Regions from separate parts of the Sus scrofa genome. Here region 1 is linked to region 2. A link is a contact called in public HiChIP or PLAC-seq data. All regions are on one chromosome and are shown on one strand. Each heading gives the region's core, a stretch centred on a gene start, on an enhancer-like site or on the middle of the called end of the contact. The rest is flanking DNA. Distances are from core to core; before and after follow the strand shown. Region 1 has its middle 17 kb from the start of CITED2. Region 2 has its middle 530 kb from the start of CITED2.

Evidence for each region. HiChIP or PLAC-seq counts read pairs in DNA pulled down with a chosen protein or histone mark.
Region 1: an H3K27ac HiChIP or PLAC-seq map of alveolar macrophages shows a contact between it and region 2. The contact joins two enhancer-like sites.

The regions. Positions count from the first base shown.
Region 1 is chr1:25,135,600-25,141,612 of Sscrofa11.1, reverse strand. No RefSeq gene overlaps it. Among named protein-coding and RNA genes, the nearest start is that of CITED2, 17 kb to the left of the region's middle. Within about 2 kb of position 1,367, at least 9 of the 83 cell types and tissues checked have an H3K27ac peak or open chromatin away from gene starts, as enhancers often do. A contact at or near this core is called in alveolar macrophages, where this site is marked.
Region 2 is chr1:24,617,829-24,623,587 of Sscrofa11.1, reverse strand. No RefSeq gene overlaps it. Among named protein-coding and RNA genes, the nearest start is that of CITED2, 530 kb to the left of the region's middle. Within about 2 kb of position 3,502, at least 4 of the 83 cell types and tissues checked have an H3K27ac peak or open chromatin away from gene starts, as enhancers often do. A contact at or near this core is called in alveolar macrophages, where this site is marked.

The sequences.
Region 1 (6,013 bases), core at 118-2,617, 520 kb before region 2:
TGTGTTTGGCTGGCGAGACCAGAGATCACCTGTATCTAAAGGGTGACCAGGCTGTGAGTCTCAGGGAGGCACTCTTAAAACCGGAGCAATGAAATCATTTTGGAAAAGCCCCAAAATAACATAAATGATTAGAATCAACTATGAAAGCTGAAGTCTAATGAGTTGTCTGGAGGAAAGAAGTGTTAACTGAAGGCACATGGTCAGCATGGCATATGGATGAAATGGACTCTAAAGAGTGAGAATTTGGCTGTGTTTTTGCCCTGGACAAAAAAGACACAAGTTGTGGTGCCTTGAGAAGGGTCCTCTGCCTCATTGGAGTGTTTGCTCACTGGCTTTACTGTGGCTTTTGTCAGCTTTCTCTCATGATCATTCTTTTTGCTCTATTCCATGCCCATTAAGGAAATTTCTGATAATTCAACTTGTAAGAACCAAAAGAAAATATAGGGAATATTGTTAAGATTTTAGGGTAGGGGAAAACTTCTTAAGCAAAATAGAAAAACATAAATTAAACAGGAGAAGATTGCTTCTGATTGACGAATGAGATAATGTTAAAAGAAAAATAGCAGACTAGAATAATGTATTTGTAACATATATGATAGGAAAAGGATTATTATCCCAGATGTATATACTATATAAATATATAAAAATATGTTTAAAAATGCTATCAAGCTAATCCCAAACTCCTGATTTATCCCTTCCCCCACTTCCCCCTTGGGTATTAATCCTCTTTGTGATTAACACATAGACACTACTATATGTAAAATAGATGCCCAACAAGGCCCTAGTGTATAGCAGAGCCCGATATTCAGTGATAATCTATATGGGAAAAGAATCTGAAAATGAATGGATACACATCCTTTCAGTATATGTATAACTGAATCACTTTGTTGTATAGCAGAAATTCTTACAACATTGTAAATCAGTATTCTTCAATAAAACTTTAAAAAATAATCTGAAAAAGAATAGATATATTTGTATGTATAACTGGATCACTTTGCTGTACACTGGAAACTAACACAACATGGTAATTCAACTGTATTTCAATTAAAAAAGAAAAACAACTGAACCAACTACAATGGAAAAAAATCATTTAAAAAAACAAAAAACAAAAAAAAAGCAACTGAGACACTACAAAAATAAGTTAATAAATAAAATAAAAAAACCCAAAAAAACATTAATCAGAAAAACATGTTAGCTTATAAAAGACACATTCTCCTTTGCTTTCAGAAGTTCTCCAAACATGATTAATTCATTAAGAGCTTTTTACATGTTAAAAAATAATGCTATCACGTTAATTACAAACAACAACAACAAACCAAAACCAAAACCAACCACTCAGTAAGAAAGTGGACGAAAGAATGAACAAGCAGCTCACAGTAAACCACGGAGAACCACATGATTCATGAATATATGAGACAATGCTCATATATTCAGTGGTAATCTGGGAAATTTAAAGTAAAATACCACTGGGACTTCACTTTCATATGTTTGGAAAAATTAAGAGGTCCAATACTGTTTCTTGTTCAGAGTGTGGGGAAGCAAATCAACATTGCTGCTAGAGTGTGAACTTGGTATAATCACATCAGGAGGCTCCTACCCTACAGATCAGTGGTCCTACCCCCAGGCGTGTACTTTATAGAGAATCTCTTGTATGTGTGTGCAGGAAGGAATGGGTAAAATATCCTCGAGCCATACCATACAACACTGTATATCACTTGAAAGAAATAAGCTAGCTAGGCCTATGTACATCTACGTAAATGGTTCTCAGAAAAAATTTTTTTCCGCTTTATTGAGATATAGCTGAGAAATAAAGTTGTGAGTTGTTTTTCTGTTTTTTTTTTTTTTTTTTTTTTTTTAAAGACAGGATAGGATGATAATTGAGAGACCACATTCTACTTGGCAGCCCTGAGTATTTTAGCCACTAAAAATCCTTGTTCCTTTCCCATTAACAATGAATACATGTAGGGATGAATATATATTTTATTTAATTTTTGTTAGGACATATCAGACTATAGAGTCTGCTAAGCATTTAAAAAATTGAGTTTCTTTACCTGACAACTAAGAATCATATTTGCAATATGGTGACACCCCCCCCTCCCCAAGTATTGACATCTGATGATTAACTAGACCCCCTGCGGGGCATGGAGAAGTGGTTCATTCTTTATGAAGACCATGTCTTTTTGATTCTGATGCCTTGATGTTAGTTTATCTCAAGCCTGGGAGATTTCATCAGAAATAGCTACCATATCAGCCACTATACAAATGATGCCCTGCTGGAAGCTTCTAGACTCCTATAAGTCAGCCAGGTAGTGAAATAAGCATTCTAGTGCCTTTCAATACTTCTGGAACCTGTAGGCCATTAAGCTGCTCAGAGTATTCAAAATGTTCAGTGCGATCTGCTCTTGAATTATTTCAAATAATATCAGTAACCATAGAACCGCGAGTTGACCAGAAACTCTAATTGGCAATTACGTATTATTATATTTAACAAGAATAAAGAAGTTAACAATTAGCTTATTCCATTGGTTAGGGATCTCTCTTACCTCCTTCCCATTTCTTCTCCCACCCCTGACTCTTAGGGAGAAAAACAATAAAAGAATGCTTTGGTGATGGCTTTTGGCTGTCATCAACTGCCACACTGAATTCTCCTCCTTAGATAACACTATTTCGAATTTCTCAGAAATAGAAGAAGAGTGCGCTTGGGGAAAATAAAAGAAAGAAAGGAGGGAGACTGTGTTTGCTCGGTGCCTGCTGGGTGCCATGTAATATGCCATTTGCTTCCATGTACATTGTCTTACTTAATTTCAATATCAACTCTGCTAAAAAGGTATTATCATCTGAGGCCCAGAGGGGAAAGTGATTTGACTGGTCATTCAGCTGCCAAGTGGCAGATCTGGGCTTTCAAATGAAGTTGGCCTGACTCCACAGTGAAAGGTTTTCTGATATTGTCTATTAGCTTTAAAAGACAGTGGGGGGTAGAACATGACTCCAGACCAAAGTTATGTTTTATAAAGCAAGGGTCATGTTTATTGTTTCTCCAAATACAGAAAAATGGCTTTAAAAATCTTTAGTGTTTCATCCCTCTTCTCTCCACATTGAGCAAAGGATACTTACTATCCTAGATGGAAAGGAAGAAAATATTCATTCCCTTCTTACTCTTCACATCTCAGCTTTCATTATAGATTTTTAAAAGAACAATAAGATAGAAGAACCTTCTCACAAGAATACAAGCCACAGAAGGTAAACATCAAAAGAGGAAGAACAATGGATAATGGGATCTGTACATCCTGGAGGAAGCAGATTTTCTCAGAGCTTCCTGGTAGCAAAGGCAGAGGGTGAAATATGTTGTATTATAGGGTTTCATTGTCAAATAAGGAAAGGACTACTTGTTCATTAGGGAAGGTAAACTTTTTTTTTTGGTAGCTATGCTAGTGCTGAAAGGAATTTATTATGCGAGTTACCCTAAAAAGACATACTGCATGGCATAAGAGAAAATACCACAGAATAGTTTTATTAAAAAAATAAAACTAATTTTTTTTTTTTTTTGTCCACTACAGATATCTTTTTGACAGACAAATTTTTATGTTCTAGTTGCTTATTCAGTATGGTGCAATACTATTTTATAGGTTGATCATAGGAAGTATTCCCTTGAAAATCTTTAATAGCTTCCTTCCATGGTATCACTTAGATATTTTCCCTATAAGTTGTTAGTGTTGGTCTCTTTATTCCTATCCTGCTATATTTTAGAGTGAAAATCCTTTGAAGAAGTACTGTGCTGGTTCCTTGTGCTTTGTATAAAACACACAGAGTATATGGCATACATATAAAAGATCTTTCCATGGGGAGTAGTAGATTTTCATAATGTTTTATACTTTAAAGAAATGTACTATCAATATCTATCACAGCAATCATGCAAGATATCTGAGTTTTATTCATTAAGCCATTTCTCTTATATCTGACCTATGTGTGGTTTCTTATTTATTTCTCTCCTAAAATTGACATTTTAGGATTTTTTTTTTCTTACACTACTTTTCAGAAGGATTTTCCAAGGATTCTTGTTGGGGTTGGGGTGAAAGTACAGGACTCTCTGCAGCAGCATTGCTTGCGAAGTTATGTACCTTGACCTTGCATGTGAGTAGAATTGCTCTGTAGGTTGTTTCTAACTCCCTGGGCTTCATGCAGCTAGGTGCTTTTATAAATGCCAGTAAGGTGAGTCCAGCACCAGCTTAGCACATCTGGGTGGTCTTGGGTATAGGAAAAAGCCTCAGCTGTTAGTTAACTGGCTGTGAAGAAACCATTTGGGCAAAACGTACTACCTTCAAATATGGCACTTTGCTTGATTCAGCTCTAAGGTCCTTTTCTTCCCTCTTAAATACGCTCTCATTTCCCCACCCCCTTGCCTGAGAACTTTTATTTAAAGCTGTTGGGCTTTCTACACAGCTATCCAGAACTTTTTTTTTTTTTTTTTTTTTTTTTAAAGCGGTACACCCTTTTGGAGGAAGGGGAACACTAATGGTACAGTTGCATTCATGGTGGGCAGAATTCCTTTTGCATTATTTCCTCAAGATCCCCTTTTTCTGGCTCAGAGCTCTTGAGCTCCCCGTTTCCCTTGGCAGCCTGGTGTTAGCCTAAAGTTGGAGATTTCTGGTAAAAGGTGGTTTACAGTATGTACTCTTTTCAAAGCCCAGCTGGTAGGGGGTGGAGACCAAGCTGTGAAGACTCTGCTTTGTTGATGTTCTTGCCTGGCTTGCAGAATTGTCAAATGGGAACTTGGGAGAGGGAAGCTATTTTTCAAGATGCTTGTGCATATCAATTGCGACTTCCTAGAGACTCCTTCTTAGCTTCTTCTGCATTTCAAAGAGGGTTTATTTATCCCATTAGTTAAGTCATCACATTTAAGGCAAAAAGGCTTTTTACAGGTGTGGAACTCTTTAGAAAGGTCTTTCTATACATTTCCCTTTGTTGAGCTGACAAGAAGATCCCATTCGGGTTGCTGTGCTAATTCAGAAGATACTTTGTTGCTCTAAGGAGAAAAGCAAACACTTTAGGAAAAGGAGTTTTCATTGAATATTCTAGATCTGGTGTGAGTGAATGAAATTAATCTTTTTCTTCCCTTAGCAAATCCATCATGGCAATCACTGTTATAACTATTATCATTTAGTGACACTAGGCTTATTTGGTGCCATTGAGATATCTCCTAGTTAGCCCTGCGCTTCCAAGTCTCCCATTTCTCCAATGCATTCTACACACTACGGCCGGAATGATCTTTCTAACACAAAAATCATATCATGTTACTCTTAATTACCCCCTTAAAATTCTTCAAGGACCCACGGAAGGCAGTGCTACCTTTTTAGTATGGCAGAGAAATCCTTCCCCTATCCCTTTCCATCGTGCCCAAATGTACCTTCCCACTATTAGTTTGCTTTCTAAGAGCAATAGAGGACCAGCACTAATTATTAAGTACCAAACATGGAGCTACATGCATTGCAGGCACTTTGACTCTCTTAAATAACTTTGAAAATTAGATGTCCCTATTTTACAGAGGAAACAGAGACTTAGATTAAGAAACATGTGGGAAGTTATCAGCTTCTGAGTGGTGGAGAGTAGGGTCCCTTCTAGGTGGTCATAGTCTGGGTTTAAAACCAGGGTGCTGTACTGTTTCTCCTGCTGAATTGCTAGTTGTTTCTGTTCCCACCTCCTGGAAGGGCCTATCCCAGCTGTTTAACTGGCTAACTTGTTCTCCACGTAACACCTCTTGTAAACCTTCCCAGGTTCCCCAAGGCAGGGTTGGGAAATGATGCCTCTCAGTAGCCATAGCACCAAATTAGCATGTGCAGTTGAGCCCTTATTAAATGATATTGAGTTCATTATATCTCTCTTTCTCTAAATAGACTGTGAGCTTTTTGAGGGCAAGGAATTTTGTCTTTGTATCCCTAATGTCTACTTCAGTGCCTAAAGCCTGGCTAGTTGTGGTTCAATAAATTCTTGTCAAACAAAATGAATGTTAAGGAGT
Region 2 (5,759 bases), core at 2,253-4,752:
GTGGTTCAGATGGTCTGTGCAAGTCTCACTCTGCTTTGCTGTTCTCAGTCCAGCTGCTGTACTTTTCTCGGCGACTTTGAGGTCCTGTCAACTCAGCTGATCTTTCATCAGTTAGGTGGCTTCCTAGGAGGTAGGTTCCTTTTCTCCTTCAGGACTCCCTCTAGGGAGTGCTAGTCCCTTCCTGATTGCTTTTCTTTCTCTTTTTTTTTGCATTCTACCCAGTTGTGTCAAGAGTTTCTTGCCCTTTTTGGAGGTTTAAGTTCTTCTGCCAGCATTCAGTTCATGTTCTGTGTGAGTAGTTTTACAGGCAGATGTGTTTTTTTGATGTGTTTGTGGGAGAAGGTGTGCGGTGACCTCTTACTCCTCCACCATCTTGCTCCGCCTCCAAAAGTACTATTATTTTCACCTTGTTGAGTGAATGGACAATTTCATACTTGTAGTTCATGTTGTGGGGTAGTATAGAGGGTCTCTATTGTTAGCTTTTTTGTGTCTGTGACTGTGTCTGTATCTGCATCTTGTCTGTGCCCCTTCTTAGCTTAATGTTTCCAGAAAAGTCATTTGAACCTTGGTGTCTATTTCCTCATAATAAAATGGCAAAAAAAGCACAGTACCAGATCCATAGGGGAGGTTCCATGATGAAATGAAGTCATATATGGAAGCACTTTGGCTACTAGCTGGCACATAGTAAGTGCTATCCTGATGATGATAATGATAATGATGAGAGATCCATTCTGGAGATCAGATACTGCCTACCTCCCAAATCAATCTGTGCCTCACAGAAGAAAGGCTCTTTAAGTGCTGAAGATTAAGATTCTTAGTTTAAAATTCAAGGAATTTGTTTACATGGGAAGAAGGGGAGGGAAGAACAAAAACAAAACACAGTTCATACAAGGCCCATTAAATCGCATTCTTATCTTTTCAATTTCAAGTCCAATCCCTTTAATCAGTTTCCATGACACAAATGTCAGCTGACATGCATGCAAGCTGACTCACCTTATTCCAACTAAACTAGATTGAGATTAAAAACAAATAAGCAAACAGCTGGAATGTGACATGTGGATTAGACTCTTCTAAGGCTAGTGGGGTAACTCAGCAGAGATCACAATGGTTTTGAAAACCCACCAACCAATTGGCACACTCCAGGCTTGCTTGGAGTCTGCAGGGCCAAATGGTGAAGTATCCTGGTAGTGCCAAAAATTCTGCATTGATGACACAGAAAATAAATCTTTCAAAGTAGTTATGCAACCTGAGAAAACAATGCATCCGCTGTGGGTATTCTGAGACTGTCTATGAATACATTATTTCTGTATTTTTCTCTTTTGTAAATGTCAGCATCAAAGACCAGCATTATTTCAATTAAATTTTCTACATTTTCTTTGTAAAGAAATTCATAGAGAGGAGTTCCTGCTCTGGTGCAACAGAATTGGCAACTGCTCTATAGCACTGAGACTCAGGTTCAATCCCTGGCCCAGCATAGTTCAATCCCTGGACTCAGGTGTAGGCTACAACTGCGGCTCTGATCTGATCCCAGGCCTGGGAACTCCATATGCTACAGGGCAGCCAAAAAAGAAAAAAAAAAAATGACATGCATAGAGAATGCAAATTATTTCCTTATTCATTTCCTTATTCATTTTTCTGGTTAGAGAAGCCATTTCTACTTTAATGGTCAATTATATTATATTCTGAATTTGCCAGTTTCCTTTTTATATTTAAACATTCTTTGTACTGTTTTATTTTTATACTTAAATATAGATATAGATATATAGTATATAAATACACTATAAATATAGTAAAGTATAGAAAAAAGATACAAAACAATTGGTCATCTTGACAGATTTTATTTGTGAAGTAGATTTTGTTCCTTCCATACTTGTTGACATTTTTCAATTTCAGCAATCAATATTTTTAAAAGCTGCCAGCAGGTATTGCAATATTCCTTTTAGATACCCTATTTCCACCAAAGACAGATTTCAGTGACCTCTTTAACTCGATGTTATTTCTGCATTTTTCTCAAAGTATTACTAATTCCTCCAAGTTCATTTGTATCCTCTAAGACTCTTCTTATACCGAAACAACTCTTACTATAAAGTAACTTTTTATGTATATGGATGGTGTATATTCAGAACATATGACATATTCAGATATTTGTTAAAATCATTTTCATAAAATTAACTTTTCAGTAAGGAAGTTGAACTTTGGGAACAAACACTATGTCATTTGAAAATTCTTTTCTCCTCTACATCACTGCAGTTTTCTAAACAATGTAGGTATTTCACTATTGACTAAGCTTTTTAAAAATTTTGTTTCTTTCCTGTTTTTAGAAGTGACACAGGTCATCAAAACAGAAAATATGAAGAAAATAAAAACCTTCCCCAAATAACCATGGGTTAACCAAGGCAATAAACTGAAAAGTCAGTATATACAAACTTGTGAAATACTTCAAAATTGGGAAGCTAGCCAAAGCATCAATGAGGCAATCTGATGGCTGTGATGCAAATGAAAAACTCAAATGACTCCTCACATTCATCTTTACCAAGAAAACCATTAGGAACTCTTTCACTTCCCGTTTTACTTATGAGGCTTATCCTTAAGAGTGATACAGGCAGAGACTTTAAAAACATATATTGCTATGAAGTAGACAATGCTTCTATGAAATCACCCACAGCTGCCCAGCTAGTTATAGAAAGAAATGTGCTCAGGGTGGAAGGGAGGAATGTGTGGCCAGAGACTTTATTTGATATGATTGAAAAGTAACCCAGCTGAGTAATGAGATGTATAGACTGTAGCCAGGTAGCAATTTTGACACTCTTCAGTTGTGTCATTCAGATGACGTAGTCTTTCTTTGCTACAGTCTCCTCATCATCAAAAAGGGAAAAATGGTATTACTATCTTTCTGATAAGGTCTCATAAGGTCTCATAAGTTCTCATATCGCTCATGAGGATTACATAAATTAATTTTAGTAAAACACATAAAGTATTTTGATTAGAGTCTGGTGTTTATTTCTGTGCAGATTTTTTTTTTTTTGTAGACTTAATTTTTTTTTTTTTTTTTTTTTGTTTAGAGCAGTTTAAGTTCACAAGAAAATTGAATGGGAACTACAGAGAGTTCCCATAGCCCACTGCATACACGGTGTCACCTCAGCCTCCCAGAGCGTCCTCCACCAGAGTGGTACCATTTGTTACAACTGATGAACCTACATTGACAGGTCATTTTCACCCAAAGCCTTAGGTTGCATTAGGGTTCACTCTTGCTGTTGGACCTCCTGTGGGTTTTGGCATATGTATATTGGCATGTATTTTAATAATAAAAAGTAGTTTGGGTGTTAGGGACTAGATTGTTACATTTTTGTTACAAATAGAAGGAAAGTTGCGGGATTGTTAGTGAAATTTCTTTCTGTAAGGAAACTGGTATTTTTCCCTTTCGTCCCTTCTCCACCCACTGGAAGTTGTGATGAGGCAGTTGTTTAGTGGTTAACATGCATGACCTAATGGGGAAAAAAATGTGGTTTCTGTAGGAGGAAATCATGACAGATGAACCATCATGGTTCTTTGTAAGGTCATGCCAAAGGGGAAAGAAGTAGATAAAATTTAAATTTTAGAAAAAGTCAAAGTCTTTATGTTAGTGAAGATAACATTTTAGTCTTATGGTATTTTGTAGAAGGCTAATGATGTTCTGCTGAATTGCTTGTGGTGAATTCTAACACAAATGAAATTTATTATTTAGGAGAAAAAGGAATGATGGCATGGAACTCATTGCCCAGAAGGCTGAAAACATAAATTAGTGTAAGGTCAATTTAAGTAAATTCATAAATTATTGATTGATATTAATATATAGAAGAGGGAGATTTGCTCACTTCCACCCTAGTGTAGATACCTGTATAAATATAACCAATATCTATGTCTTTCACAGAGATACTGCTCAACAGTCTATAGGGTTAACCTACAGAATGTGCCATCTTTCAGTTGGCTGGAGCAAGACCATACAGAAATAGGCCTGATTAAGATAGTGCTCTAAAAAGGAATCTGCTATCAAAAGGGGTTTGGGTTCTTCTGAATATCAAAGTCTTGACTCTATTGGATAAGAGAAAGTGATTATATATTCATAAAACCAAAACCTAAGGAAATCTTTAATAAATGAATACAGAAAACCAGAAAAGGATTAAACGTAAATCACTGACTCCATAATATGGAATAACCCCATCTATTGGGCTAAGCTCACCTATGTGGCTGCCCGAGGCATGGGAAGTTCCTGTGCCAGGGATCAAACCTGTGCCACAATAGTGACCAGAGTGATGACAGCAGGATCCTTAACCTGCTAGGCCGCCAGGGAACTCCATAAGTTCCCCTACTCTTGACCTTATAGTACTCCATGATCTCACTCTCTTGTCCATTAACATACTCTCTTGTAACTGTTTATCTAAAATGGAAGTCTTCTTTAGACCTGGAAAAGTTCATAAATTCATTCAGAAAATATTTGTTGAGCATCTACTTGCCAAGTCTAAAAGTGAGCAATAAAGACAAAGCCCATGCCCTCCTCTAGCTAAAAGAGAGTAAATCCTGGTTGAAAGAATGAAAGAGAATTATGTGCATGTTATAAACTTGACAAGCATAAATATAACAGATACAAGATGTTCTGTGATGAAGTTCTGAGATGCCTCATCTATCTCTCTCAACCGAGCTTGCAGGGAAGACCCTTACCCCGTCTGTGTTCTGTTACAGTCCGTTTCTTTTCCTGCCTTGTCCAGTAGGCACACACCTGTGGTGCAGGAGGAGAGCACGTGTATGCGCTTTTGTGTACTTCTCTATTTCATTGTACGTGAATGGGAATTGACCAGGTATTGGAACTTTTCATTACTACTTGTATCACTTTCTTGGCCTTTCCGTCTGCAAGTGCTCAAGGTTTAATATGTTTTCCTTTTAACACTGTGTTGCTGAGGAGGCTGTGTGACATGTGCCTCGTTTGCTTTCCATGTTATCTCTAGAAATGTAGGTCTCTTTCTTGTGAATATTGTGCCCTGGGTGTCCTCCTGTTCGGCAGTATGGGCAAAAGAGGGCAATTTAAACACCTTTGGACTAAGAGAATCACTTCCTGACTGATGGAAGTCTCAGAAGGAACATGGTGGAGGAGCTTAGGCACCAGGACTCTGCCTGTGTAACTTTATTAAACCCACTGTTACCCTCTCTCCTCCCTCCAGCCCTCTGGGATTTAAAAATGGTGTTCCCATTTAACTCTTCTATGCCCAGTAGTGTATGGAGTACGCTACCAATGTCTGCAATGAAATCTTGTGCTTTCTGGATAGTTGTTTGATCGGTTATGTCATGTCTTATTAAAAATATGTCTATAATTTTAAAAAGGAAAAGAGAGAAAGGAGGGAACAAAACCGTATTTCAGAGGTATTGTGCTGGTTGCTTTAGTTTTTTATTCTTTTATTTAAACATCATAATTAATATTTCCTTATAATTTATATTTAAAGAAAACAAAACCCGAGGTTCAGAGAGGTCAACTAATTTATAACACACTGTGTGGCTGGGAAGTAAAACCACATCATTTCTGCCCCAGAGCCAGTGATCTTTCTACTTGAATTATTTGCATCATTGCCATGCTTTTTTTTAAATTTGGTGTGGAAGGATCGGGATTTATTAACCACTATATGCACATTTTTAAAAAGAAAGAGCTGATGTTTAAATTCATAAATATTTGTTTTTGAATATACTGAGACAGTCTTTTTGTTCTCTTTCACCTAACCTTTCTTTCACAT